2 separate regions of the Mus musculus genome follow, and region 1 is linked to region 2. A link is a contact called in public HiChIP or PLAC-seq data. All regions are on one chromosome and are shown on one strand. The core of a region is the stretch at or near the end of the contact, and the rest is flanking DNA. Distances in the headings are between cores, read along the strand shown.

Region 1 (2,772 bases), core at 269-2,768, 210 kb before region 2:
ATGGAGTGCCACATAAATAGCTAAGGGGGCCAGGGATGATGGCTCAGCAGGTAAGATGGCTCTTGCAGAGGACCCAGGCTTGATTCCCAGCACCCATGTGGTAACTCAACCATCTGTAACTGCAGTTCAGGGCATCTCATACTTTCTGACTTCCATATGATGCACAGATATACATGCAGGCAAAGCACACATAAAGTAAAAATTAAGGCATGAAATGAAAACATTGTAAACCTCCGGTGGGGATGGCTACTTACTGTGCATTGAAAGTCACTAGCAACAGACAACTGCTAACCCATGTGTATCCATGACTTCTCTCATCACCAGGATAACACCTGATAGTAACTTGAAGCAGGAAGGGCTAAGCTTTGCCTATAGCTTGTGAGAGGAACAGTTCATTATAGTGGTGAAGGCTTGGCCGCGGGAGCACTTGACAGCTCTTATATGATCAGAAAGCAGAGATGGCTACTAGTGCTCAGCGTGCTTCCTCTTACATCGGCCTGGACGCTGACCCTGAAGTGTATCTATCTATAGTGATTCTAACTTTAGTCAAGTTGGCAGTGAGATTAGTCATCACACCATAGAATGAAAGAGATACCTTACAAACTCTGAGAATCAGTATGTAGCATGGAGAGAACTCTTAAAACCAACCACCAACAGCAAGCAGCATGCCTGGTGAAGAGAGGGCAAGGCTGTGATTGGACGCCTCTCCGTGAAGGTTGGGAGTGGTTTGCAAGCATGAGCATAAGAATCAAGGAATGGAAGTTAGAGCCACAAAGAGATGCCATCATAATGCCCAGACGACGACGACCCGTGAGAGCAGGAAATACAGAAACTGGCAAGTCGCTACGGCTTGGATCTGTGATGGATCCTTAAAGCTTCTACCTGGGTGTGGTGCTTGTCTTTTTACTCTTTGTTCTTGTTTTTGTTTTAAGATAGGGTCTCCCGGGTCCCAGGCTGGCCTTGAACTTGTTACGTAGCTGAAGGAGCATGAACGTCCTTTCTTTCTACCTCTGACTCCCAAGTGCAGTAGTACAAGTGTGTGTCACCACACCTAGTTTATATATGCTGCGCTTGTAACCCAGGGCTTCTAAGCTAGATAGTTGTGCTTGCAACTGAGCCCTGTTCCCAGCCCAAGACCCACACAGGCAAGTACTTAGTTTGGCAATTTGGTAAGTCGTGGAATTTTAAGACGTGAGACCTCATGGTAAGTCTTTAAGCCATTTGGGGGATCTGCCCTTGAGACGGATCCTAGAATCTGAGTTGTGCGTGGGTTTTTTTGATTGTTTTGTTTTGTTTTGTTTTGTTTTTGTTTTTGTTTCTGCTTCCTGACTATGATGTGAGCCAAATTCGTTCACCATTCCCTGCCATACTATTGTGGCCCTACCAGACACCTATTAGGCAATGGGTGAGCCTGGTCAAAGCCCACAGTTATGACTCAAAGTGAACCTTTGTTCTTTACTGAATGACTAATCCCAGGCCTGTGGTATAGCACCATACAGCTGTCTAACACACACTTGTTGGTCAGGATATGAGAAATGGAATCTCTACTGGTAGGGATAGGAAATGGAGTCACCTCAGTGGGAAACACAGGAGGGCTGCCCCTGAAAGGGTTAAAAATAGGAATTTGGTGTGTGTGCAAAGCTGTGCAAGCAGGTCTTGAAGACTGAGTTGAACACTCATGATCTAAGCACCATCGGTCACCAATAAAAACGAAGGTAAAACAACCCAAGTGGCCCTGGTTACATGAAGGACAGGTGTGGTCTACACACACAGAAAGACTTTAAATCTTGACTGAAAAGGGAATTCTGACACAGGATGAAACTTGAGTCTCTGTGTGACCAGTCAGAAGAAAACACTGTGGTCACATAAGGTACCCAAAGTTAGATTCACAGAAACACAAGGGACCTGGTGAACACGGCGTCTGTGGGGAAATGGGGGCAGTGGGTGTCAGCTGGGAATGAGCAGATGTCGCCAGCTGCCCTAAAAAGTCAAGCTGGCAATTTTTGTGTTAGGTGGGAAGGAAGGACTGCCAGACACAAAAGGGGCTGCACTGGATAGTTCTGTGCCTACTTGAGTCATCTGAAAGGAGGGAACCCCAATTGAGGATCTCCATAAGATTCTGCAGGCAGAGCCGGGCGTGGTGGCGCACGCCTTTAATCCCAGCACTCGGGAGGCAGAGGCAGGCGGATTTCTGAGTTCGAGGCCAGCCTGGTCTACAGAGTGAGTTCCAGGACAGCCAGGGCTGCACAGAGAAACCCTGTCTCGAAAAACCAAAAAAAAAAAAAAAAAAGATTCTGCAGGCAAACTTGTAGGGCATTTTTTTAATTCATGAGGGAGGGCCCTGCCCACATGTGGGTGTGGTCCTTGGCTAGTGGTCCTGGGTTCTGTAAGAAAGTAGGCTAAGAAAGCCACAAGGAACAAGCCAGTAAGCAGTACCCCTTCATGGCCTCTGCATCAGTTTTCTGTCCCGTTTGAGTTCCTATCCTGACTTACTTCAGTGATGGACTACAATATGGAAGTGTGAGCCAGAGAAACCCAATTATCCCAAGTTGCTTTTGGTCACGGTATTTCATCACAGCAACAGAATTCCTTAGATGTTGGTATCAGGAGTGGGGTTTTGCTGTGACAGACCTGACTGTGCTGGTTTTTTTTGGGGGGGTGGGGGGTGGGGTGCGGTTATGGAAGGGCTTTGGGTAGAAAAGCCATTGAGTGTTGAGAACTCAGTGAGCTGTTCTGTGGGAGCTTGGAAGATGAGATTATTGAGAGCAGTGC
Region 2 (2,966 bases), core at 20-2,519:
CCTAACAGCCCAGTGGAGGTACTTCAGGGGCCTCAGACAAGGACAGACACTGCTGGCTTTGATTTTCAAAACCTACTAAACTGATATTTTCTGACCGCAAGTTCATGCATAGCGGGAGAGCCTGCGGTTGGAGTGAGCGCCCACTGCCTTGTCCCGCTCTGTGAGCTCTCCGACTGCCTGTATGGAAAGGGTTTCCTAGCCACACAGTGGTGGAGTACTACTCCCCACCACTGCTCCCCGCACCCCTCAGGCCGTAGACCTGCCTTCAGGCCTCTTGCTCCCTGCTTCCACCTAGCCTCCATTACAGAGGAGTTCATGGGATTGGCTCTGAAGATTGTCCACTGTTCTGACTCCTAACTTGATCCCACAGCACCCTTGATTATGCAGAATTACAGAGTCCCCATGGCTCTGACAGGACCAGTCTCAGGTCAGGAGCCCCACTCAGGCTACTCAGGAACCCACACTTGAGAAGCCCCACCCTCTGCAGCACTATAGCAGGCCTCCATGCCACCGAAGCTGTGTGGCTTTTTTTTAAAAAATCTATTAACTGTGTTTTTGTATCTGTGCAGTGTGTGTGTATGTGTGTAGGTCAAAAGTTGCTGTAGGATGTCTTTCCTCAACTGATCCTCACTGTTATTTTTGAGACAGGGTTTCTTTTCACTGATTTGGCTAGCCAATGAATATCAAGGACCCACCTGTCTCCTCACCCTAAGAACTAGAATCACAGGCGTGCACGCCCATACCTGGATTTTTAGTGGGTTTTGGGGACCTGAACTCAGGTCTCTATGTTTGCTTGTCCAATACTTTACTGACTGGGGCACCCCCCACCCCCCCACCCCCGGCATCCCACACTTCTTAAAAATTAAGGTCTAGCTATTTAACATCCCTTAATCTAAAAGTGGCTATGTAGACCAGTCTGTCTTTAAACTTGTGGCGATTTTTCTGAGTGCAAGGGAGTTACAGAGTTGGACCAGCATGTTATGGACAGATCACCATAACATGAGGCTATGAGCCACCTCCATCTTTCCCTTTCCCTCCTCCTGTGTGGTAGGCTCTGAAGGTGGGAACCGAGGCTTTGCTTGTCTCCCCAACCCCCCCAAACCTGGTGCTGAAGCACAAACAACAGGCACCAAGGCTGAGAGGAGCCTCCAGCCTCACCCTTCTTGACTCGCCCGCTCTGGTTCCGAGAGGCCCCAGGGTGCTCTGGGCTGAATCACTTCCCCTTTTTTTGCTCAAACCCTCACGTTTCCGGAGAAACGAACCTCGCCCTGCTTGGGGAAGCTGTGGTGAAGCACAAGCCTCAAAGCCAAACAACCCAACCCTGTGTCCTGGTAACTGTGACTCGGCCATTCCATCTGCCTCTTCTGACTGGAGCCAGATGGCTCAGGAAGAGACACTTGGCTTTGGTCTCCTGAGACTGAGGGAATCTCTAAGGGAACCAAATGCCATCCAGATCCGAGGCTCCCTGGGCTGGGCCAGGACAGCACCCGAGACACAGTCATGTGACTTGCTCCGGGTCTCTGCTGAGGCTCAAGGTTCTTCCCACCGAAGCACCGACCTCAAAATAAAACACCTCGTCAAACTGGGGGTTGTTGGTTTTCTTCTTCACCTTCGTTTTCTTTGCTTCAGACCTGTAGTGAAGAAAGGAAGGATTGGTTGGGAGAAAGAAAAAAAAATGGCCGTCAGCTCCAGATGGGTTTGAAACCAAGCTGTCAAGCATACAGTTGTTTACCACCTTTATTTATCTCGCAAGTATTGTCTCTCTCCACTCCCAGATGGTATGTAAAGCAGGGACCTTTTCTGAGCCCAAAATACCCAGTACAAGGCTCACAAAGGCTTTCCGGGAAACAAAGACAGTTTACAGCAATAAACCTATAAATCTATAAAACACATCCTACTTCAAAGTATACCTGCCCTCCCGTTAAAAAAGGTGCCAACCTCTTGGCTCCAGGGCTTTACCCCGCCCCCACCCCCCAGCCCCCATAACCCAGAACTGAAACTGGCAGGGCAGGGCATCAAAGGGACAACTTGCCTGAAGGGTCCGGCCAGCGTCACTGTGGCGTAAGGGTCACACTGCCCGTTCACAATGGGGAGACCCTGGCACTCGAAGATGCTGAGACACAGAAGACAGTGGTCAGGGAAAGGATGTGCCAAGCCAGTACTTACCGGGCCAGGTGTGCTATAGCCTGGCAAGTTCTGGCAAGAATGTGGATCAGCAGTTACCAAATGCTGCCGAAGGACAGGGGTCCAAGCAGGTGGCCTTCATCAAACTACGTCTTAGGGTATCGAGCCCTCTGGCTACCACCATCACAGCCTCTCCAAAGCACCTAGGTGACAGACAGCTAAGTACCAGCGTGTCACCCAGGGCCAGCACTGCCCTCTGCTGCTCAGAGGCCTGCACTCATAACTCCTTCATGGGTCCCCTCTTGCCTCCTGGGAGTGCAAGCTCTCAGCCTGGAATCCCACAACTGCCTATAGGCAGGAGATCTACAGTGACGGATCACGGTTGTCTATGTATTTTGACACCAGTATTTGCCTACACCGGCCTGTGAGTTCCGTATCTAGGCTTTCGGCTGACTCTTGGTTTTTAGTTCCCGTCTCCATTGATACTGGCCTTTGAGGCAGATGTTAGCCTCTGTGAAGTTTAGGAGGCTAGAAGAACACTAAGGGTTCCCTGGCTCCGGAGCTGGTGAACTAGCCAAGAGTGGGTGCTGGGGATGAAACGCTGGTCCTCTGCAAGAGCAGCAGATGCTCTTAACCACCAAGCCTTCTGCAGCCCAAATCTGGGATCCTTGAGATCCAGAAGCCATGTTTATCTGGCTTAGAATCAGGGATAGCCCCACACTGTGCACTTGTCTAAGTCCAACTTTTCAGGAATCAAGGTTCACGAACACAGGGCATGTTGCGTGGAAAATTAAATGGTAATCCATGCTACCGCCGTCATGGCACTGGCAGAAAAGTATCTT

Evidence for each region. HiChIP or PLAC-seq counts read pairs in DNA pulled down with a chosen protein or histone mark.
Region 1: a contact with region 2 is called in a FOXA1 HiChIP or PLAC-seq map of pancreatic cancer cells. The contact joins two enhancer-like sites. A contact is called at or near these places in 3 of 39 promoter capture datasets (hippocampal neurons and liver), 3 of 115 datasets of contacts at active chromatin or transcription factors (embryonic stem cells, pancreatic cancer cells and stem cell-derived neural progenitor cells) and 2 of 9 other capture datasets (adipose tissue and liver).

The regions. Positions count from the first base shown.
Region 1 is chr8:13,381,298-13,384,069 of GRCm38.p6, forward strand. No RefSeq gene overlaps it. Among named protein-coding and RNA genes, the nearest start is that of Atp4b, 14 kb to the right of the region's middle. Within about 2 kb of position 1,519, at least 15 of the 459 cell types and tissues checked have an H3K27ac peak or open chromatin away from gene starts, as enhancers often do. A contact at or near this core is called in pancreatic cancer cells, where this site is marked.
Region 2 is chr8:13,593,777-13,596,742 of GRCm38.p6, forward strand. Rasa3 (RAS p21 protein activator 3) reads right to left here. Exons shown (of 24, transcript NM_009025.2): 6 at 2,033-2,113; 7 at 1,559-1,631. Among named protein-coding and RNA genes, the nearest start is that of Gm34795, 11 kb to the left of the region's middle. Within about 2 kb of position 1,270, at least 197 of the 459 cell types and tissues checked have an H3K27ac peak or open chromatin away from gene starts, as enhancers often do. A contact at or near this core is called in pancreatic cancer cells, where this site is marked.